2 separate regions of the Zea mays genome follow, and region 1 is linked to region 2. The links are chromatin contacts, called in public Hi-C maps. All regions are on one chromosome and are shown on one strand. Each heading gives the region's core, a stretch centred on a gene start, on an enhancer-like site or on the middle of the called end of the contact. The rest is flanking DNA. Distances are from core to core; before and after follow the strand shown. Region 1 holds the start of LOC100280886 (chaperone protein DnaJ). Region 2 holds the start of LOC100272758.

Region 1 (5,053 bases), core at 1,939-4,438, 270 kb after region 2:
ACTTGAATTGATTCATTCTATAGTCTGTCTTTTGCCTAAAATTATGGCTCTGGACTGTTCTGTTCCATCCAAAAGTAGTACAATATCTTCCCTATATGTAAACATATTGTGTATTAACATTTTATCAAATGATAATCTATGTGCCGTTAAAATACACAAACTAACATTTGATCGTACACTTTTCAAAAGGATACTATGGCATGTAGACCTATTGATCCTGAAGAATAACTTAGATAGATGTCTCAAGAAGTTCGTGGTTATTGTTGTGTCAATCAGTTTAAATGGCCTTTTATTTGTGTCAATTTCTTACTGGTAGTCTTTACTTGTTAGGTTATTGTGCTTTGATAAGTGGAGAAAGCAAAGGAAGACATGCTTAACCAGATATACAGCTCGATAAGGTTGATGTTCTGTACATTAATGGTCCCTTTGTTCTCAAACATTAAACATCCCAAACAAGATGCAGTTGAACTTTTGAAACTCCACCTATCAGTTTATAATAATTGTTTAGTTTGCAAACAGAAGAGACATGTGTAGACTTTTGTTGAAAAGTAATTTCGTAATCCCACAAACATTAGCTTTATAATTAAATATGATGCGATAGTGGTCGAAGTTGTATCTCTAATACCTAATGAGAATATAATGGAGGGAATATTTGTTTTCTATTTCTCCATCCAGAGATTGGCATCTAGCGGTGTGTTTATGCAATATAGCTTCATAATCTCACATTTCAATTAGTATTTACCTTATTGGTCGACCTTCTTCGTAACAGTGCAGGTATTACTGTCAACAACACATCTCGTGCAATTCGTAACTCTGCAGGTATTTATCCAAAGCAGGTATGTGCATCGTCGATGTTGCACATATTTCAAATTCCCTCTCCCATGAACATGTGGTTTCATGTATGTACAAATATGCAATGATGCTGCATGCTCACCGCTACCACTGCAATTATATTTTTTCTATTCTGTTTTGTAAAATCATACTGATCTGGTTGGTGCTGGGCTAGACCCTGTCTAGCCAGGTGACCGATCCCAGCAAGCTGCCAAAGTGGAACTAGGACGACTCCAGCTCCACCCAGGCCCCGATGAGGACAGTGAGTGTCATGGCACGCCAAGCTTGGATGCATTCTTATTTTTTGTTTTACTAGCAACCTACAGGCTATCTTAGAGGACCCATTCAGGACGGGCAACACCATCCTTGTAAGCCTCCACTTTTATCATCCAAGCGGCATGAACCATATGTTTATTGATACAGTTCATTGATCCAACTCATATCAGTTCACCTTAAAACGGTGTCTTATACTTAAATAAATTAGATTTTTTTAATATTGTCTAATAGTAATGGTTCCTGATGCAGGTTGGTATAGCATCATTCTCCGCAGTCTAAACTATGATGGGAAACACAATCTTACAACATATTACAACATCTGACCGGGACTGATCATTTTCAGTCAACGCAGATCAACACACATCTGTGTGCCCTCTACAACTGATAGCATCGGCGTCCTATTGGTAAACCTCAACAAGCAGAGTTCATAACAACCTGTGGGTTTTAGGGTTTAGGGTTTGGACAATTGGGTGATCTAGGGAGTGATTTTTTTCTAACTTATATTGCGACTTTTGACTTCACTGCAAGTGAGCTCACAAGACTAATTTGTGTCTTGATCTTTATCTGTTTTGACGTGAGAAGATTACTTATGTTTATGTTATTTTGTTACAGGGTTCCACAATTTTGATACAGTTGACATATAGCTAGAAGATAAGATGTTGGTTGTTGCATGCTTTAGAGGAAATCAAAGCCTCTCTTCCTTTTTTTACTCCATGGTTCTTTCAGGCAAATGTAACTTGTGGATGTAAAGTTGTACAGAAGTTGACATGGATAAACTAGCTTCATATATAGTTGGTGCCCAATATATCCAAGCTTTATACAATATTGTGGAACCCACAACGTTTCACGCACATAGAGAAAAACAGTTGGTAACTGAAATATAGGAATGGTTCATGTTAAAATAGGATATGTCAATCTCTACTTATCTCGATGAAGAAGGCAGTCTAGAAGATCACAAGGGAAAGGTATAAACACCAAACAAACTTTACTCGCAAATTCTGTTGGAACACGTTTAAATAACTATCTTATTTAAACAAGGTTTATGTATGTCCGTAACAACGTACATGTAACTGATTATACTACTATGAAGAAGGTAAGGGGTAGGTTGACCCTCTCTGGTTCTGCCTTTCCTATCTCTGACAAATGGACTCGACACTTTTGGCACAACCATCCACGCATGTCCTCCTCCAGCCCTTCCCCGCCTCTCACTTCAACCGCACCGCGCTCCGCATGCCACGACCTCCAGCCATCTGCTGCCCCCGAGCCTACTTCTCGACGCGATTCGCGTTCGCACACACCCGATGTCCTGCCCCGAGCCCGCCTCTCGATGCCCCCTCCCTTGCCTGCCGCCAAGAGTTCAGTTAATAATATTACTAAACAATGACATGCGTACACAAGTGTGACTCGTCGATTGATAACACCAGTAAACGAGATCTATGCGTGCACAAGTGTCACCCGTTGCAACGCACGGACATATACCTAGTAATACTTATATGAGACGATTAGACGCTATAGTATGTTTGACCATATTTATAGACATGATATGATACAATTACTAATCGTGTATGTGTCTGATAGTGCCATATTTAATGTTGTGCTTTATAATAACCGTATCAGTTTCATATCATGCGGCACGTTTTTTTTTCAATCTATATCGCCAAGTAGTATTATGATGCCTTGCGGATTAAGTTAGTGGTAGTTGCATAGAAATGGTATTTCGATACCACAGATTATTGCCAGCATCTTGTGTGCCTGTCGGCCTAACCGTATTGTCGAGGGACAGCCGGTGAGGAGAATGGCAGAGGGCCAGTCCTCTGGAATCAGTGGGGCCACCGCCACCGCCAGCACAAGGAGAGCGAGAGGGTAGGCGATCAAGGTGGCAGGGCAGGCAACTCGACAGCGACAGCGCCGACAAGTGACCTCCCCCACTGGGCCACTAGCAGTAGCAGCCAGCTTGGTAATCGCCAAAAGCCACCCACCCGGCCGCGACCGGCAGCAGCCTCGTCTTGACGGGTCGTCGGGCCGGGTGACTCGCGCTGGTGCTCCGCTCTATAAAACTCCTCGCCGGCTCACGCACACGCAGTCGACCAGGTCCTCCACCGCAAGAGACAGAGAACTAGAGAAAGCCATAGCAAGCAAAAGCACAGGAGCGCAAGAGCCCAACAGGCGCCAAGAAAGCACCGCCCGGCCGGTCCGCGCCAGTATGGTGACGGCGATCGCGGTGGCGTCGGCGGGGCTCGGGATGCTGGCGGGCGTCGCGATGGCCAACAGGTCTTCGCCGCCGTCCGCGGGCGCCGCGCTGTGGAGGCCCGGCGGGGGCCCCGCGCTGCGCTGGGGCGGAGGCGCCCCGCGCTGCGAGGCGTGCGGGGGGTCGGGCAAGGAGGACTGCCGCCTCTGCGCGCGCTGGTCCGACGCCGGCGCCCGCGGGAAGAAGATTAGCCGCTCCGGGTGCGGCGCGTGCGCCGGCACGCGCCGGACGCCGTGCCGGTGCTGCGGCGGGTCCGGCACCGGCCGGCGCGCGCCCGTGCGGATCGCCACGTCCGCGCGCACCGCACCGACTGGCAGGTGATGACCACCTGACCGTCCGTCGCGCCGACGCCGACGCCGACGCCGATGCCTCGTCTCTTCGCCTCTCCTGGACCCGCCGGTTCTCCCGGATCATGGATGAAGGCGGCTCTGTGCGGCGCGCGGGCGACCTGCTGGCACAAGGGAATGACGGCGCGGAGCTCTTGCTCTCTTTTTTGGACGAAAAAAGATCAGAGATTGAGATTGTAGTAGTATTTGTTAGCTAGCGCGCTGGATTGATTAGCAAAAATTATTGAAACGCGCTATATTTATTTTGGATAGCAAGATGAGTTACGCAACGCACAGCTCGTCTCGCAATTCTCCCAATTATTGGCTGTCTTGCTCATGCCAAGACTTACAATTCTCTGACGACCGCTAAGATCTTGGAGCTGGCGATTTATTTCTGAGCTTCCATCCTCTCTCTAAGCGTACGTGAAAGATGTCGCTTAACAAAAGCATCCCAAACGATGCCAAATTCACGCAGCAGCGAGGTCGTTTGACGCTACACTACATCCAATAATCCCGTTCATCGTTCATTCAGTTCAGTGCAGAGGGGACAGTGAACACTGTAGTACCTGGGCATGTGCGTGTGAACGCACGAATCAAAATGGAACCCGTTCACATTTGTGCGCCCGACTACAATAGGCGGTGATGACATGACGAGAATCCTTACCTTCCGGATGGTCCTAAAAGGGCGATGTGACGTACGTAACTACTACAAATTTTTTCCTACTATCAGAAAAAGAATAGAACGTACGATCAGAGGCGGTGGGTTACTGTTATAGATATGTCTTTTAACTTGCGGTGTATCGAAAAAATGACACTCGACAACAACCATCTTAACCGAGTGAAGACTCTCAGCGGCAAAAGGTCTATTTATCGAGTGACAAACACTCGACATACTAAGACTCTCCGCACATTACCGTCAGCAGTCGGTATGTGACACTCGTTAACTATACCGAATGTCCATGGATAACACTTGGCAAAGTTTATTTGCTTTTTTCTCTTCCCCCAACTTTTTTGTAGTATATTCCTACGGTCTTTGGACCTGCATGTACAATTTTAGCACATTTATCAAAGTGTTTGCTATTCCTATTAGATTTAGTTCATTTAATTCAATTTCTTTGACAAATAGGCCATTGCCGATAAACTATTCACCGAGCCCTTATTGATGAGTGTAACACTCGAGAAAGCGTTTGCCGAGTGTTATCGAGGCTTTGCCGAGTGTCGTGGTTTCTGGAACCACGGGACAATAAGATTTGTATTCGACAGTGGTGTTAGCACAGACTCACTCCGAATGGTGAGCTACATATGGCTCTGGGGTGGATCCGAGGCGAGTTGGTTATACTGGTTCAGGCTGAAGCCCTAGTCAAGTGCAGTG
Region 2 (5,647 bases), core at 2,520-5,019:
ATTAGCTAGCTAGCTAGGGATCGGACGACGACGATCGATCGCGCCCGTCTATCGTCTGCAGATTAATTAGCAGAAATGGAGAGAGAGGACGGGGATGGACGTGCATGCCATATGGGGGCAGCAGTTTGTTGCTTGACGCTATTGCCGCGCGCTGTCCCCCCCTCGCCCGCACATGTGCATCGTCATCCCGATCCGCTGATCGATCAATCATCTATCCCCGGCAACGGCCGGCCGTTCCCTGTCGTAGCCTGTAGGTGTACGTATACGTACGTGCTCTGTCTGGCAGCCGCCCGCCCGGCTGGCCATGTCGTGCGCTCAAAGCATGCGTCGTCGTCCCCGGTCCCGCCGTACGTCTAGCGACATGACGGCTGGGCGACGCCGCCGGCCCCCGCGCGCATGCATCGGCCGGCGCGAGCAAGAGGCGCCGCGCGCGTCCGGTGGTGAACAGTGAACTGGTGATGCCGTCGGCTCCATCGATCGGACGGGCATTGTCGCTGGCTGACAGGTCGGGGCGCGCATGGCTGTTCACATTCACCGATCGGATAATAGGGCACACACATTTGTATGTGTCGTCATCTTTACAGCTAGTTTAGGAACCCTATCTTCTCAAGTGATTTTTGTTTTTCTTAGAGAAATTTGTTTATTTTCTCTTGAAAAAAATAGAAATCCCTTTAAAAAATGTAGTTCTCAAACTAATCCTTAAAAGATTAAACTCCACATAGTAAAAAATGGAAGCATCTCAGTCATCAGAGCCGAAATATACAGTACAGTACGTGGTACTGACTACATATCATCAAGAAGCGATGATACATAATTCTCAACGAAAGCGCTGCACGTTACTGGCATTCATAAAGTCACACTATTAAGCATTGATATTAGGTTTGACATACCAAATTTAAATAAAAGAATGTGGAAACTAAAAGCACATCTTCTGGTACCTCAAGGGAGTGATACTAACGAAGGATAATTTAGCAAGATGGAACTGGATGGGAAGGAAAAACATATTGTTTCTGTCATGAAATAAAGACAATTCATCACCTTTTTTATTGCCGATTTGCTCGTATGATTTGGATTTTAATTCACCTTTTAATTCACATGGTGACCTTCTGGATATCTAAACCATGTAATGTTGCTAATCTGTTCAACACCTGACTTAGTGGTTTTGATAGAAATATTAGAAACATCGTCTTACTGGGAGTGGTTACAACATGTTGGTCTCTTTGCTTACATAGGAATGATATCTTTTTTGAATATATATATATATATATATATATATATATATATATATATATATATATATATATATATATATAATTGTTCTCCCTTGCATGTTATCTATACCATTGCCCACTGGCTTCGAACATGAGCTATTTTGCAGAAGACGGAGTTGGGATCTATGGCTGTGAAGGCTACTCATTACTTGGTGCAGGTGGCCAAGGACTTTTTTTCCAGGCACATAGGTGGCGGTCCAGTCATCAGATTGACTACCGTTAGAGTGTGTGGTTTGTCATTTTCTGTTATTTTAAGTTGTGTGTTGTCTAAACAGGGGCGGAAGATGTTTCAATGGCTTGTATCACCTCGATGTAATGTACTTTAAAACTATAAATAAATTCTTTATCAAAAATAATCTCACACCATGAAAAAATAAGCTCACACTACACGACGGTTCACTCACAGTGACCTACGGTTGGTTGCTAAAACGGTCTTCAGCGACCTACGGTTGGTCGCTAAAAACTTTTAGCGACCCATAAGGATGGTCACTGTAAGTGCCATCGCTAAAGGCTTTAGCGGCCGACATCTTTTTAGCGACCGACCGTCCGTTGCTAATATTGTACATTTAGCGACCAACCTTGGGTTGTTGTACTATAGATTTAGCAACCAACTGTAAGTCGTCATACTATACATTTAGCAACCAACAGAAAGTCGCTCTTTTTACAGTTGTTATTAATAATAATATACATTTAATTAAGCACCACAAATCACGAATTTTATACACAAATCATAAAGACATACACAGTTAATCAGTATACCACAGTCATAGATCCATCACATAAACACAAAAGCACCACAATTATATATTCACAAAAGCATCACAATTATAATATCATTCACAACTAGATCATTTATAGATAGCTAGCTAGATCATTCACAAAAGCTCCAGAGATGATCAGTCACAAAAGCACCACAACGACATCACTCCAGCTTGAAGCAGTTCAAAAGCCCACAACTACATCACTAATGTTTCATATTACTCCAGCTATTGTTCAAAAGCCCACAACTACATCACTCTAGCTGCTCCTGAGTAGTTACCACACTCAAACTGAAATTTGGCACACTGATACAGAGCTTCAATCTGGTCAGGACCGATCTACATTGGTAAACAAGGATTAATCAATTCATTAGCATTTATCACAAAACAAGCTATAGCAATAAAAATGCACACCTTCAATGTTTCATCTGAATTTTGATCCTATTTAATATGCATTGTCCTTTCCCTACAGTGATCCAGCAGAGAAAACTCTCACTGTGAATTGTCCCTTGCTAGAGTTGAAAGAACATAAACCTGAACTAGCCACAATGGCGAAATCACTTTTTGGACTATAAGATACAAGGGAATCAACTAAGATAATAGGAAGAACTACATATGTCTATATTCTAGGACACATGTGCTAAAATGCCTATAACATACTAAATTATAGATAGTGCCAATAAAACACATCTCACAATCTACTTACCATAATATGGGAGCTAAAGTCACCATTCAGCCAATTCAAGATTCCTCGCAACATAGTGTACAACTAGGACCAAATCATATGCTAACTAAACACCTAGCCCCTAAGATTGCTCCGATGTATGAGCAAATCAATTTGAGACTTTTTAATGACCGCACAACCTCATAATTTCATAACAACATCTAATAAACACGGAAATCCACAAACCCGCATGCCTAGCCAACCAAAGTATACATGTCTCAAAAACGGGACTTGAGCAGAGGGAGTAGGGGGGAACCCGGACCTGATATCGCTCCTGGAGCATGTGGATGTTGTACTGTTTGTCGGGCCTGAACTCCTGCACGAGCTGCGGGTTCTGGAGGAAGGCGACGAACCGGTTCCTAGCCAGGACCACGGTGACCACCTTCCTCCCGAGCTTGGGGAACGCCGGCTCGAGCGAGTTGCCGCCGACGTCGAGCACCTGGAGGTTGGCCTGCTGGCTCATGTCCGGCAGGTTCCCGGACAGGTTGTTGGACGCGAGAACGAGCGACCGCAGCGAGGGGGCGCTTCCCAGGGACTCCGGCACGACGCCCTGGAACGTGTTGTTCCGCAGGCTCAGGACGGCCAGCGACGGCTGGGCGCCGATCCAGGTCGGCACCTCACCGCCCAGCATGTTGTCATCGAGGACCAGTGTCTGGAGACCGGCGAGGCGCGACACGCCCCGCAGGACCTCGCCGAAGAGATAGTTGCCGCTCATGTTGACGATCTCCAGCGACGCGAGGCGACCGAGCTTGCCCGGCAGCGGGCCCAGAGCTCGAGCCCGGACAGCGTGAGCACCTTGAGGTCGGGGAGCCTGGACAGCGTTGTGACCACGACCCCGATGGAGAAGTTCCTGGGCAGAGGCGGTGCGCCCGCGCCCGCGGCGCCCACGATGTGGAGCTGCGTCACGGTGTCCCCGTAGCACAGGACGGCGGCCAAGCCCACCGGGCCCATGGCGTCGCCGCCGCTGCCGCAGAAGTCGGTGCAGAGAGAGGGAAGAGGAGAGAGTGGGTGGCGGCTGAGGGAGAGGAAGTAGGAGGCGGCGGCCACAGGGAGGAGCCAGGGCGCGCGCTAGGGTTAGGTGTTGGGCCCCTAGTGGGCCGATTAGGATAGGGTTTGTGTTTTTTTTCTTTTTTCGAATTTCCTTTTTACTGTAACAAAAAATATATATACTCTCTAAAAATTATAATAAATCCCAAAAATAATAGTTTATAAATAAAATACATAATTTTCGAATAGATTCCATTTAAATCAACCGTGTGTCACAATAAAACAATAAAAGTGAGATTTTTGCAAATAATTATATACAAAATGATTAACCTTAAAAATTGAGTCAAACAGATTCAAGGTTCAAAACCTTAAAAATCCTTTTTTACAATTCGTTTTCTTTTCCATAATTCTTTTTTTCTTTTCTACAATTCTTTTTTCTTTACTACAATTTAGCGATCAATGTTTAATTGTTTTAATTAATTTTTAGTCACTAACATCTACAGGCACGTTCAGGCTATAAGATTTGATAGTGATCCTTGCTCTATAGCGACCCACCGCTAGTCCCCAAAGACATCTATAGCGACCAACCATAAGTTGTTAAATTTTTAGACTTTTAGCGACCTACCGACCGTTGCTACAAAAGGATTTAGCGACTGATCGTCGCCCCCTAACCTTTAGCAACCAACAGTTGGTATCTAATAAGGGTCGCTAAAGATCAACTGTCGTGTAGTGTCAATTGAAATCACACTACATCCGGCAAAGAAGTTCAATCTAACAAATAAAAGGGGTTATGCTTCATTATATTGCATGGTACAAATATATGATAAAAACCTGTAACACATCCCCACATCTTGGGGTTGCAAAAAGACCATAAAAAGAGATGCTCCTCATATACTACAAACTCAAACAAACTATATGGCCGATTCCTTTAGACTTTGGATTGGAAACATGTAATAACAGTCAACTTTGAGTAACAATGTAACAATATAAAAAATGTACATTTAACCGCAGTTAATAAAAATGATGTAGGGACCTCTATAATGAGTTGATAAAAAATTGATAAAAACTGCTCGTGTTGCTTTCAAGTCACCAAAAGAAGCAGCAGCGCACGACCACAAATCTGACATCTGACATCGAGTAGTTGTTGCCGAGTGTCGACATGTGCATCAAATTAACATGGAACTCTATAGTACCTAACACCAGCTCTAAGGCATGTATAGCAGAGAGACAGCAAAACGGTTCTCCAAATACAAGATATAACTAATCGTGTGTTTGGTTGCCCGCATATGAAGAGTCAGACTCTCCACATGTATTGACCACGACTCGACCTGTGTTTGGTTCGCTGCATCTAGTCTTACTGGCACGCACGCACCGATGCAATTTAGAATTTGTCTAGATCCACAGATACGTAGAAATTAGTCGTACTCAGTGAAACATGCTCATGCGAGCTTGGCTACGCACGCCCATGCATCCAATCACACGGTAAGAGACTTCATTATACAATGGAGTGTATATAAATATAGTCTATTAATAAATACAGAAGTAAATGTGTGTGTACAACATCGGATCGATAGACCAGACAACGAATTAGTACAGTGGGAGGTGAGACGTCTGTTGCTATTTGGGTTACGAGGCAAATGCGTCTCTTTACGGAGAGATGGCTCCACGAATTTTCGCAATTAATCTCTTTAAACATCTCAAGAGCCTCTATATTAATCACCACTATACATACCCTAAGTCGATCATTTGACAAATGAACTGTGCATGCATGGCCTCATCTCTCGATGATCCCATCATCACAGTGGATGTAGGCTTAATTACAAATGCTGCTTCGTTCACTGCCGGAGTAATTAACTCAACCACCTTGCACACGAAGGACTAGTTTGGAGCTAAAATATCGAAGATGA

The links. A called contact is a pair of places that touch in the nucleus more often than the background predicts.
Region 1: a contact with region 2 is called in a Hi-C map of leaf, with 5 times the contacts expected there. The contact joins the promoter of LOC100280886 here to the promoter of LOC100272758 in region 2. A contact is called at or near these places in 3 of 25 Hi-C or Micro-C datasets (ear, endosperm and leaf).

The regions. Positions count from the first base shown.
Region 1 is chr10:111,622,170-111,627,222 of Zm-B73-REFERENCE-NAM-5.0, forward strand. LOC100280886 (chaperone protein DnaJ) reads left to right here and starts at 3,189. Exons shown (of 1, transcript NM_001364650.1): 1 at 3,189-4,170. The coding sequence starts at 3,311. The coding sequence ends at 3,676.
Region 2 is chr10:111,351,736-111,357,382 of Zm-B73-REFERENCE-NAM-5.0, forward strand. LOC100272758 reads right to left here and starts at 3,770. Exons shown (of 2, transcript NM_001319979.1): 1 at 3,016-3,770; 2 at 2,052-2,368. The coding sequence starts at 3,468. The coding sequence ends at 2,279.